Linked DNA regions of Mus musculus: region 1 is linked to region 2. Evidence: chromatin contacts called from public promoter capture Hi-C data. All regions are on one chromosome and are shown on one strand. Each heading gives the region's core, a stretch centred on a gene start, on an enhancer-like site or on the middle of the called end of the contact. The rest is flanking DNA. Distances are from core to core; before and after follow the strand shown.

Region 1 (5,616 bases), core at 2,240-4,739, 90 kb before region 2:
ATCGCTGCATATCCAGCGCCTCTCCTTAGTGCTGCGCGCGATGCCCATAGTCGTCGCTAGAGGGCGCCGCAGGCACCCTACCAGAAGCACCGCCCGGCTCCCGCTGCAGGGTGAGCCAGCCCCATCACTGATCAACCGGTGGGAATTCGCACGCAGCCTGGGAAAAGCTCTAAGTTACAAGGAAGCTTTCCTAGTGCTTCTTAAGCCGCCATAGGGTGTGTGCTGGCCAGTGTTACGTCAATGACACAAACCACAGTCATCAGAGAGGAGGGAACCTCAACTGAGAAGATGCCGCCATCTCTCTCTCTCTCTCTCTCTCTCTCTCTCTCTCTCTCTCTCTCTGTGTGTGTGTTGGGGGGCGCATTTTCTCAATTGGTTATTGATGTGGGAGGACCGAGTTCACTGTGGGAGGTGCCATTTCTGGGCAAGCCAAAAAGCAGCACCCCTTCATGGCCTCTGCACAGCTCTAGCCTCCTGCCCTGACTTCCTTCAGTGGAACAACAGGGAAGTATAAACCAAATAAGCCCTTTCTTTCCTCCTTAACTTGCTTTTGGGCATGGTGTTTTGTTTGTTTGTTTGTTTGGTTGGTTGGTTTTTGGTTTTTGGTTTTTCAAGACAGGGTTTCTCTGTGTAGTCCTGGCTGTCCTGGAACTCACTCTGTAGACCATGTTGGCCTCGAACTCAGAAATCCGCCTGCCTCTGCCTCCCAAGTGCTGGGATTAAAGGCGTGTGCCACCACTGCCCAGCCAAGGGCATGGTATTTTATCACAGCAATAGTAAACCTAAGTAGGACAGGGTTCAAGGCTCCGGATTCAGCCCCAAGGCAATGGCTCGACTCAAATGCCCTGGAGCTATGCGGTGTTTGAATATGCTTGACCTAGAAAGTGACACTATTAAGAGGTATGGCCTTATTGGGGGAAGTATGTCACTGTGGGCATGAGCTTTGAGACCCTCCTCCTAGCTGCCAGAGTCAGTCTCCTCCAGCCTTCAGATGAAGATGTAGAACTCTCAGTTCCTCCTGCACCAGGCCTGCCTGGATGCTGCCATGCTCCTGCCTTGGCGATGATGGACTGAACCTCTGAACCTGTAAGCCAGCCCCAATTAAATGTTGTCCTTGTAAGAGTCGCCTTGATCGTGGTGTCTGTTCACAGTAATGGAACTCTAATTAAGACTGAAGTTGGGGGGCTGGTGAGATGGCTCAGTGGGTAAGAGTACTGACTGCTCTTCCAAAGGTCCTGAGTTCAAATTCCAGCAACCACTTGGTGGCTCACAACCATCCACAATGAGATCCAATGCCCTCTTCTGGTGTGTCTGAAGACAGCTACAGTGTACTTACATATAATAAGTAAATAAATCTTTTTAAAAAATAAATAAATAAAAAGGCTGAAGTTGGTACCAGGAGTGGGGTATTGCTGTCATAGGCCTGACCATGCTTTTGTTTGAAAGAATATGGGTTTTGGGACTTTGGGTTTGGAACGCCATGGAATGCTTTAAGTGGAGCTTAATGGGCCAGCCTAGACAGAATTAACAATTAAGTCTCATAGAAACCCCAATTTAGACATGATCCTGTGATTCAGTCTTATGAAGAGCATTTTGAGCAAGCATAGCAAGCTTAAAAAGAAAAAACGAGTGTGCTTCAAGTAATGAAGGGGCCCCAGGAAATGAAAAGGAGCTGAATCCTACGTTCAAGGAGACAAACGGATTAAGGGAGTGGTGATCTCAGGGCAAGATCCCACCCAGCTAAGCTTATTGTTTGCAGCTAAACCGTGGATAGTTATATTATTATGATGTGATTATTGGTTTCACTTGGAGATAAGGAGATATGACTGTGTGTCAAACTGTCACAGGATGACACAAGCTTTTAGATCTAGGTGAAGGAAAGCTTAGGTCCAGGCATGGTGGACCATGACTTTGATCCCAGCATTCAGGAGATAGAGCCATGCAAATCTCTTGAGCTCAAGAGAGTGAGTTTACAGAGCAAGTTCCAGGACAGCCAAGCATATTGAAACCACCACTAGAAACCATTTATATTAGAGGAAAACTTCTATGTTCTCTGAAAAGGTTTGAAGGGCTTGGCGAGAAACATCTGATTCATCTTAACCTGCCCCTGGTGAGATGATCCACCCGGTCCATGGCTTGAGCTATTGCTTGCTTTGTGTATGGACCTGAAGAAAATTCTCCCACGTCTTGGGCTTGACTTTCTTTGTGTGTGAGGCTCATGGGGGGGGGGGGGGGGGCTGGAGGCTCGGTAAGTTTATGCAACCAGAGCTCCGGATGTAGTAAGTCCTCAATTATATTTGTCAAGTCCTTATTTCTCATTCTGTGGCATCCTGGAGACACTAAGCACACCTCACTGGAGAGAGTGGGGGAGGAGAGAGTGGGGGGGGGTATCGTGACAGAGACACCACTGCCACACACAAGAGGGGTTCTGGTATACACACACACACACACCAGAAGAGGTCATCAGATCTCATTACAGATGGTTGTGAGCCACCATGTGGTTGCTGGGATTTGAACTCAAGACCTCTGGAAGAGCACTCAGTTCTCTTAACCGCTGAACTGTATGGATTCCTCTTCCCCAAGCATTCCCCAGCCTCCTCCTTTCCCTTCTTGCTCAGAAAGAAAACTCAGCAAGATGCCCCTTGTTCCACAAGACAGCCCCGGTCACTGGTATCTCCCCTGCATCGACTCCACGTCCCTCTAGAACCTTCCAACCCTCTATCACTTGCTCAGATGGTTTACTGTCTACCATCTGAGTGCTGCGGCAATGTGTCCATCTCCTTTGCTTCAAACTCCCAACCCTGGGACTGAGAGATCCTGGCTGAACCCTGGTTCCCAGTATAGGGGGAGCAGCAAGTGAAGAAGAGGCAGGCTTCTTCCAGATGGGGAGTCAGTGTATCTGATTAGTCTGAAAAGGGAGAAAGGGAGAAGAGAGGAGGAGGAGTAAAAAGAGGAGGAAGAGGGGGAGGGGGAAGGGAAGGGGAGGAGGGGACGGAGGAAGGGGGTATATGAAACAGCAGCAGCTACCCCGTATGAAAGCTGGCCCTTTTTTTGTTTTGTTTTGTTTTGTTTTGTTTTTTTTGTCTTGTCTATGATGAGAATTACACATCAAATATCTCGCTTGATCATCAGCTCATTCTAGAACTTATACCCACTTTATACAGGATGAGTCTAGTTTTATTGTGGCGGCAGGGCCTGGCTATGTCGCCCAGGTTGAGTCCCCTGCCTCAGTCTCCCCACTGAGGAGTCGATAGGAGTGTGCCCCGTGCCTGGCTTTGCCTCGTTTCTAAATACGCGTGGATGGACACACGGGATGTGGAGCACGGTTCCGCATCTTAGGTCACCCTAGGCAACTTGGCAAGGCCTGTCGCTAACGCCTGGAGGAGGCTGGATGCGGATGCTCTGCTGTATGCTGTCCAGGAGGCGGCGCTGAGCTTTCGTGGGTGGGGTGGGCGGGATGTCAGGTTCTGACGTCTACATCCTGGGCTGTCATTCATCCCCTGCCGGTCCCGCCCCCTCGCGGCTGCAGCAGGGCGCGGAGCGGGGACGCGTCCGGGAACCGGGCACCGACCAGCTTGAGCCATGGCTTCGGTCCCTGCGGGTAAGCACGGGCGGGCAGCGGGAGGGCGGCCAGGCCCCGCGGCCTCGGTGCCGCTCACCGCGCTTCCCTGCTTGTCCCGCAGAGGCCGAGACCCGCCAGAGGCTGCTGCGCACTGTGAAGAAGGAGGTAGGGGCGGCCACCCCAGGGTGACAGGGCCACCGCGGGCTTCTGGCTGGCGGTGGCTGTGCATGGCTAACTAGGGCGGGGGCTGGGGAGGGGTCGCTGGAAAACGGGTGTTTCAGTGCGTGGGGCCCTCTGGGTGTAGGATCGGAAGGTGTCCAGGTGGGACCTCGCGGAGGGGCAGGTTCTCATTGCTGGGGGTAGAGTAGGGTGATGCGGGGCTCCTCATTAGAGATGCGGAATATCCCCGAGGAAGATCAGGTTTTGGGAGGGGACAGGTTCAATTTTGGAACATGAAGCTATCCCCCAACCCATGTCAGATACTCAGTCCTTGGAGCCACCTCTAGGTGCCAGGGACTTTGTGCAGGAGAGCCTGTGACCTGGGCCAGGGTCACAGAGCAGGTGCCCTCCACTGATACATGGGATCAGACAGGAGTGGCTGCCTGCCTCCCCCGGGATGAAGGAAGCAGCTGAGATCCTAGCCTTACCTCGGCGTTCACAGCCAGTGACCTCCCAGGGCCGTGGGAATTGGGAGAGTTTAGAAGGCTGAGGCGACGTTTAGATGTCTGTGGGCCTGTGGTGTAGATGTATGTTGCCCAGGACATGTGCATATATGTATGTGCACCTGCCTGGAAATACCTAAGGATGATCTATATATTGTGTCTGCTTGTGCGAGTCTACGAATGTGTATTTGTGTGAATGGGTAAGATTGAGTATGTATGTGGTGTGGCATTGCCCTCCCATTTTGGCTCCGCCCTATCCTTCAGTCACCCCCACCCCCCATTCCCGTCCCTGCTGCCTTGTCTTCATCCTGGGGTTCTTATCCCAAGTCCTTGCTTGGCTGTGAATCTGTGAGCCAGGCTGGAGTCTGTCCCTTGCTTCCTGAGCATGGAGGTGTGTGTATACCTGTGGGGTGTGTGTGCGTGTGTGCGCGCGCGCGTGTGTGTGTTAGGGGTGTCACTCAGGAGGGCCTCCCTTCCTGGTGGCAGCCACCTGGGCAGTTGGAGGCCCGGACCTGTCCCCGGTTCCTTCCTCCTCTTGGGGATCGTGGGTGTGTGCCTGTGTTTGTGTCTCTGTGTGTAGCACATTCCTTTTAAAGAACTAGCTCCGTGGATTGCTGCAGATTCTAGAATTTTCCTTCGAGGTGATATGTAAGATGGATAGAAGGGGGTCCCTCAGAAAGGCCTAGAAGTCTTTACCTCCATCTTTGTAAAGACCTGTTTGAAGATACTATCCAGACCCCAACCCTGAAACCTCACACCCCTGCCCTTCGGGGAAGGGTCTCAGCCCTTAGGTTTAAAGCTGGAAGGCCGTGGTTTTTTACCCAGCCCTGGCTGTAATGCTTGCTCCTCATGCCTGGAGCTGACCCCCACTTTACTAGGGAAATGGTTGACCAAATAGGATGTACAATGAAAGACAGGGTCAGCAGGCCCTGGGGAACCTAGGAGACATCCGTGTATAGCTGTGCCACATGGCCCCTCAGAGTTCATCTTTCCTACGTCCTCTCTTTGTAAGATCACCGCTTTCCCATCTGCAGAGTGACGCATGTGGCCCCATGGCCCACACACATGTCCCTTACTGTTCCTCCCCAGTCTAGCTTGGGTTCCTGGAAATGCTGTGGGGACATTGCTCTCCACCCTGTGTCCACAAGTCTGCTGGATTCCCTGCTTCTGTGGTCCCACTAAGTTTGGAGTGAGCCATCTTCTTGGCTCAAGCCGGAGTAGAGTGGCCAGGCAAGGACAGTTTCTTGCTGCTTTGTCCGATTACTAAAAGCTCCAAAGCTGGGAGCAGAAGTCGGGATTCCCAGTCACAAACTGCTCACAGATTCTAAATCTTGCATTTACGGAGGTCGGTCACCCAGAGGATCTGAGCTTCTTTGGGTTTTTTTTGTGCTC
Region 2 (5,692 bases), core at 81-2,580:
ATCAGCTCCCTCAGAGCGGAGTCCCCAGAGCCCAGCATAGAAAAGGTACTTAGCAAAGATGCATAGGCTGGCAGGGTAGCGTTCCAGAGATGTTCCAGCTACTGGGGTAAAGGAAGGGACTTGAGGAGAGAATGGGTTGAGTTCAGGAGCTCAAACCTGAGCAACAACATAGGGAGCCTCTGGGGAGAGGAAGAGGACTGGAGCACGAGGAGCTCGTTAGTGGTGGAATGCATCACTTTTGTAAGCCTAGAATTTATTTATTTTGTTTCTTTTTTTTAATTAGGAGCTCGTTAGTGGTGGAATGCATCACTTTTGTAAGCCTAGAATTTATTTATTTTGTTTCTTTTTTTTAATTAGGTATTTTCTTATTTTACATTTCAAATGCTATCCCAAAAGTCCCCCATACCCTCCCTGTCCCACTCCCCTACCCACCCACTCCCACTTCTTGGCCCTGGTGTTCCCCTGTACTGAGGCAGATAAAGTTTGCAAGTCCAAGGGGCCTCTCTTCCCAATGATGGCTGACTAGGCCATCTTCTGCTACATATGCAGCTAAAGACACGAGCTCTGGGGGTACTGGTTAGTTCATATTGTTGATCCTCCTATAGGGTTACAGACCCCTTTAGCTCCTTGGGTACTTTCTCTAGCTACTCCATTGTGTTTCATCCAATAGCTGATTGTGAGCATCCACTTCTGTGTTAGCCTCACAAGAGACAGCTATATCAGGGTCCTTTCAGCAAAATCTTGCTGGTGTATGCAATGGTGTATTTTATTTCTTATTGGTTATTTTATTTATTTACATTTCCAAAGTTATCCCCCTTCCCAGTTTCTCCTCCGTAAATCCCCTATCTCATCCATCCTTCCTGCTAGCGTTAATTTCCAACATGGTGTCCAACTTCCTCCAACTCCAGTTTCTGGGAATTTGTTGCCCTCTTCTGGCCTCTGTCAGCACCTGCACTTACGTGCACATATACACATATATCTAACAATAAAAGAAATAGTTTTGTTTTTAAGAGAAAGGAATATAAAAAGAAAGAAAAAAACCAAAACCATAGTGGTCGATATGATTAATGAAAACGAACAAGACAGCTGGTCAGGAATGCGCAGTAGCAGGGCCCTTGGTGGGCAATGCTCTGTCACCCCACCTCGGGGCACACAGTAGGTGCCTTGGCCGGCACCGTGGCGCAATGCCGCTTCCACCCGGCAGGGGGCGCGCCCCACATAGTCTCGCGGCTCCGGGCTCCCGCGCTCCGCCCCTCGCCGCTCTGCGCAGGCGCCACCGGGTGCGGTTGCCACGGCGACGGGGCGCTTCCCGCCCGAGCCCCGCCCCCCAGCGGCGAGGCTGCGCGCGCCGCGGCAGGTGCGGGCGGGCAGGTGCGGCGCCGGCGGGCCACTGCGGTAGGTGCGCGGAGGGCGCGGGGGCGCGCGGGCGGGCCGCGGGGGCGCGCGGAGACGCACGGGGACGCCCACTCCTGCCCGCGGGGCCGCGTGTAAAGTTGGCAAAGTTAGCGGAGGGAGGGCGAAACGGAGAGCGGGAGGAGCCGCGTGCGGAGTCCGGCTGCGGACTTGCTGGGGGAGGGGGGTGGATCCCGTTGAATCTGCGGCCGGGGAATGTCGGCGAAGGATGCCTAGGGCTGGCCCCCCGCTCCCTCCACGCGCGTCCGCGGCTCGCGCGTGTCTCGGGATCGCGCTGTGCAGGCCAGGGCTGACCCTTCCTCTGGCGGGGAAGCCGTGGCCTTTTGCTTTCGGAGGGACGGCGCCTGTTGCAGAGAGCTGTCCCCTCGAGGGCCTGCGGCTGGCGCTGGAGCCTGCGCCCTGTCCCCGGGGTCGCGCCCTCCGGGGTGGCGCGCGCACTGCCCTGGTCCGCGGTGACAAAGATGTGTAACTTGGACTTTCTTCCACTGGGGCGAGTTGCGGCTCCAGGCCACGCACAGAGAAGCGCTGGGACTGGTTAATCAGTAATCGGGACTCTAGGTGGAGGCTTCAAGCGGCCAACTTTCTCTTTGCCACCCCGCAGGGCAGGCGTGCGGCCAGGGCTGGGCTCTGCAGACACCGGTGCCTTGGTGGGTTCAGGGGAGACTTGAGGGCTTGGCAGGGGCGCACTTAGGCCCGAGAAGTGCAGAGTCTGGACGCGTGGTCCAGCCTTGCCTGCAGCTGTGTGCAGGGGTACATCGGAGTCAGCTTGGACCAGCCCAGAGCAGGTCAGAATCTGTTCTTCAGGGATGACTTTCTAGCCGTCTAGCCTGCTCCACGTCTTTGTTGATTTGTGATGTTGGGGAGCACCCTCACCCCAGACTCTGAGCTATACAGCCCCGCCCCCCCCCCCACAGAGTCACCAGAGGGCAAGGGAGTTCAGAGGTCAGTTGTGCATCCCTGGCATCTGACCCCTGCTAGCATCACCAGGAATCACCTAACCAACACACGGGATGAGCTGCCTCCAAACGAGTATGTCCGTTCATCAGTCATTCATTCATTAACAAATGGTTCTGTGTCAAGCACTAGGCTGAAAGTCAAGCCCGGAGGAGTGAACCCTGGGTCAATCTGGACGGAGAATGGGACAGCAGAGGAGGGGGCGTGGCTTGGGGCAAGAGGAGGATCATGGTCTGGGGCAGAGAAGGGTGTCAGGAATTGAACCCAAGTCCTCAGGCTTGTTGGCAAGCCCCTTTATCCACTGAGTCATATCACCATCCCGTGGTACTTCTTTGAGACTCAGGTTCTTTAACTGTAAAATGGTCCTCTCCTCCATCACGGGGGAGGAGCGTTCGTAAGGTGGGTCATGGAGGGCATCTGATTGAGCTCAGGGCGTGAGCCCAGAAGAGTTATTGTCATGATAGCCTGTGTCATCAGAATGGTTCCAGCAAGCAGGTACCTTGCCCAACCTAGTGTGTGTGTGTGTGTGTGTGTGGTCAAAGGTGACACTTGGGCTGAGCCTTGAGGGCTGGGTAGGAGGTAGGGCAGAGGCAAGACCTCACTCCTGGTCCTGCCCAGAGTGCAGGGCGTGTTGAGCAAATAAAAGACCTTTACACTCCTGTCCTGCATCGGAAGGCTTGGGACTGAGGGGACCAGATCCCTGCCTGGAGGCACACACTCCTGCCCCTGCCTGCTTCAGATTCCGGGAGTGTGGGTTAAGCCCTGCCACTCCTCTTGGGGGAACTTGATGGATGTTTGGAGACAGTGAGGCAAAATTGCTGAGAAGCAACAAAGGTAAACCAAGGGGGGCTTCCCGGAGGAGGCAGGGGGAGAGGTCAGCCAGGCCCCATGGAAGAGGGTGTAGGGAAGGCCAGAGCTACTGATGTACTGTGTTATGTCAGACCCTCCAGGCTGAGTCCTTCTGTCTGTCCCCTCTTTGTTCTTCCTGACAGTCTTCTCAGGCAGTGTTGGTTGTGGAGACTCCTCCACTGCCACCCATGAGCAGATCATGAAATGGGAGCTTGGGGGAGAGAGAGGAGGAACTGAGTTCTGTCCTTAGAACTGGCTGTCCATAGCCATGCACCTCCCAACTCTGAGTGTCCCCATGTGGCTAGGTGTGGCCGCCCACTGCCCTCACCCTGACTGCTGGCCCGGGAAGGGGAATCGCTGTCTGAGTGGAGGGCTCAACACAAGACGGATATCTCATGGAATCTCTTACTTGGGAGCGTCCCTGGGCCTGAGAACTCGGGGCTCTCCTGTCCCCAGAAATCCTCTAGTCAGCTGTGTGGGAGCGACTATCAGGAAGCAATTAAGGACTTGACTTTGGGGCCTGAGTTAGCGCTGCCCTTCTTGGTAATCGGGCGGTTAGGTGACCTTTGAAATGTTTACAGCCCTGTCTCCGTCGAGGATAGGGATATGTTTTCAAAGTATGATCGCTGACTGCTTACACCTGAGTCAGCTGTGCGCGTTGTTAAAATACTCCAGGAAATGAAAGTGTCTGACCCCAGATGACCAGCTGGACGGACAGTTCTGAGAGCCCCACTTCCCATCCCCTTTTGGTCCTCCCAAGGCTTCCCGTGCACAGAATCTAACTCCTCCTGAGCCCCCAATCACATCTGCCTACCTTGACGCCTGCTTTCAGATCTGCTCTGCCCAACATTAAGTCCTGGCTTTATCTGCTGTGTGACTGCCATCGGGTGTGTTAACCACTCTGAACCCGTTTTCTGTGTATATGAGGCAAATTACTTATCCATGAGGGTAGCTGTGGGGACAGAGAAGGACTTGGCAGGTGTGTGTTGGTCCTAACTGGATAGAGAAGGTGCTCAGTGAACAGCCGGGGTTGGGGGCTGCGGGGCGGGACAGAAACTAGCATCAAGAGGTGCAGCTGGTGGCTTTGTCTTCCCATTGACAGCAGGATGGAGCCTGCAGCCCCACAGTAGGGAAGGTCAGGTAGGTTGTGTGGAGTTTGGTAGCTTGTGGGTTTGAGGCCACCCTGCCAGAGCTTGTGTCTCAGAAGACATCTGGCAGTGAACGCGTTAATGTCTCTGTGGCATGCGGCTCCTGTGTCGGTTTGCTTTGTCTGTGATCACTCTGTGTAACAAACATCTCCCAAATGAGCAATTTTTAAACATAGGCATGTTTTGCACTCCGGTCAGCGAGTGGCTTGGCCAGTCAGTCCTCTGACAGATCTGTTGGCTGACAGCATTGGGGTGTGCTCTTCAGGGGGTGGGGTGGGGCTGCAGGTGTGCAGGTGTGGGGTACCAGGTGTGCAGGGGTGGGATACCAAAGAGTGCAGGGGTAGACAGCAGGTGTGCAGGGGTGGGGTACTAGGTGTGCAGGGGTGGGGCAGCAGGTGTGCAGGGGTGGACAGCAGGTGTGCAGGGGTGGGGTACCAGGTGTGCAGGGATGGGGCAGCAGGTGTGCAGGGGTGGGGCAGCAGGTGTGCAGGGGTGGGCAGCAGGTGTGCAGGGGTGGGGCAGTAGGTGAGCAGGGGTGGGCAGCAGGTGTGCAGGGGTGGGGTACCAGGTGTGCAGGGGTGGGGTACCAGGTGTGCAGGGATGGGGCAGCAGGTGTGCAGGGGTGGGGCAGCAGGGATGGGGCACACACCGTCCCCTCTCCCTTGCCCCATCAACCAATCAGTCAGTCAATCAATCTAACAAAAAATGTTAAAGACGGATAACCGTAGACATCCCTTGTGGTGTTCTAGGACCTTGTGACTTATGTAATAACGACACAAGGCCCATTTTACACAGAACGCACTGTGCTCCGCTTGGAGTCTGTTTCTTTAATGTGCGCAAACTATAACTTTAAATCTCCCTTGTTTGCACCGCTAGCAGAAATAAGGACAGCAGCAGCCATAAAATAATTAATCATTAACACGGATTGGCCAGGGGAGGGGGGGGCGGCGGTGTGGTGGCTCACTCCTGTAATCCCAGCACACAAGAGGGAGATGTAGAGGGACTGTCAACGAGTTTGAGGCCAGCCTGGGCTACATGGTGAATTTGGTGCAGCAGCTTGTGTTGCTTTTGTTACCCAGGCAGGAGGGTCGCCAGATTCCCAGAGGCCCTGCCAGAGGTGGCAGGCGGAGGGACCAGGCTTGTCTTGCGTGGCTCTGCCTCCTGGAGAAGCTGGAATACTTCCCCCAAGTCAGGGTGGCAGCTTCACACTACCCATTCTGTGGCACTTTGTTTGCTTTGCTCCTCCTGTGGCTACAGGCCTTTCCCAGGGTTTGAACTGCCCATCCAAGGAGTGAGTGTGCAGGGCATCCCAGCGAGAGAGGCCAGTG

Evidence for each region. Promoter capture Hi-C pulls out the DNA fragments that hold promoters and counts their contacts.
Region 1: a contact with region 2 is called in a promoter capture Hi-C map of embryonic stem cells, with 2.6 times the contacts expected there. The contact joins the promoter of Sgsm1 here to the promoter of 2900026A02Rik in region 2. A contact is called at or near these places in 4 of 39 promoter capture datasets (cranial neural crest, embryonic stem cells, hippocampal neurons and 1 more), 8 of 484 Hi-C or Micro-C datasets (embryonic stem cells, nephron progenitors, palatal mesenchyme and 1 more), 2 of 115 datasets of contacts at active chromatin or transcription factors (both in embryonic stem cells) and 2 of 9 other capture datasets (adipose tissue and pancreatic islet).

What each region holds. Positions count from the first base shown.
Region 1 is chr5:113,308,659-113,314,274 of GRCm38.p6, reverse strand. It overlaps Sgsm1 (small G protein signaling modulator 1), which reads left to right and starts at 3,489. Exons shown (of 25, transcript NM_172718.3): 1 at 3,489-3,601; 2 at 3,684-3,727. The coding sequence starts at 3,583.
Region 2 is chr5:113,216,914-113,222,605 of GRCm38.p6, reverse strand. 2900026A02Rik (RIKEN cDNA 2900026A02 gene) reads left to right here and starts at 1,330. Exons shown (of 13, transcript NM_001375886.1): 1 at 1,330-1,395.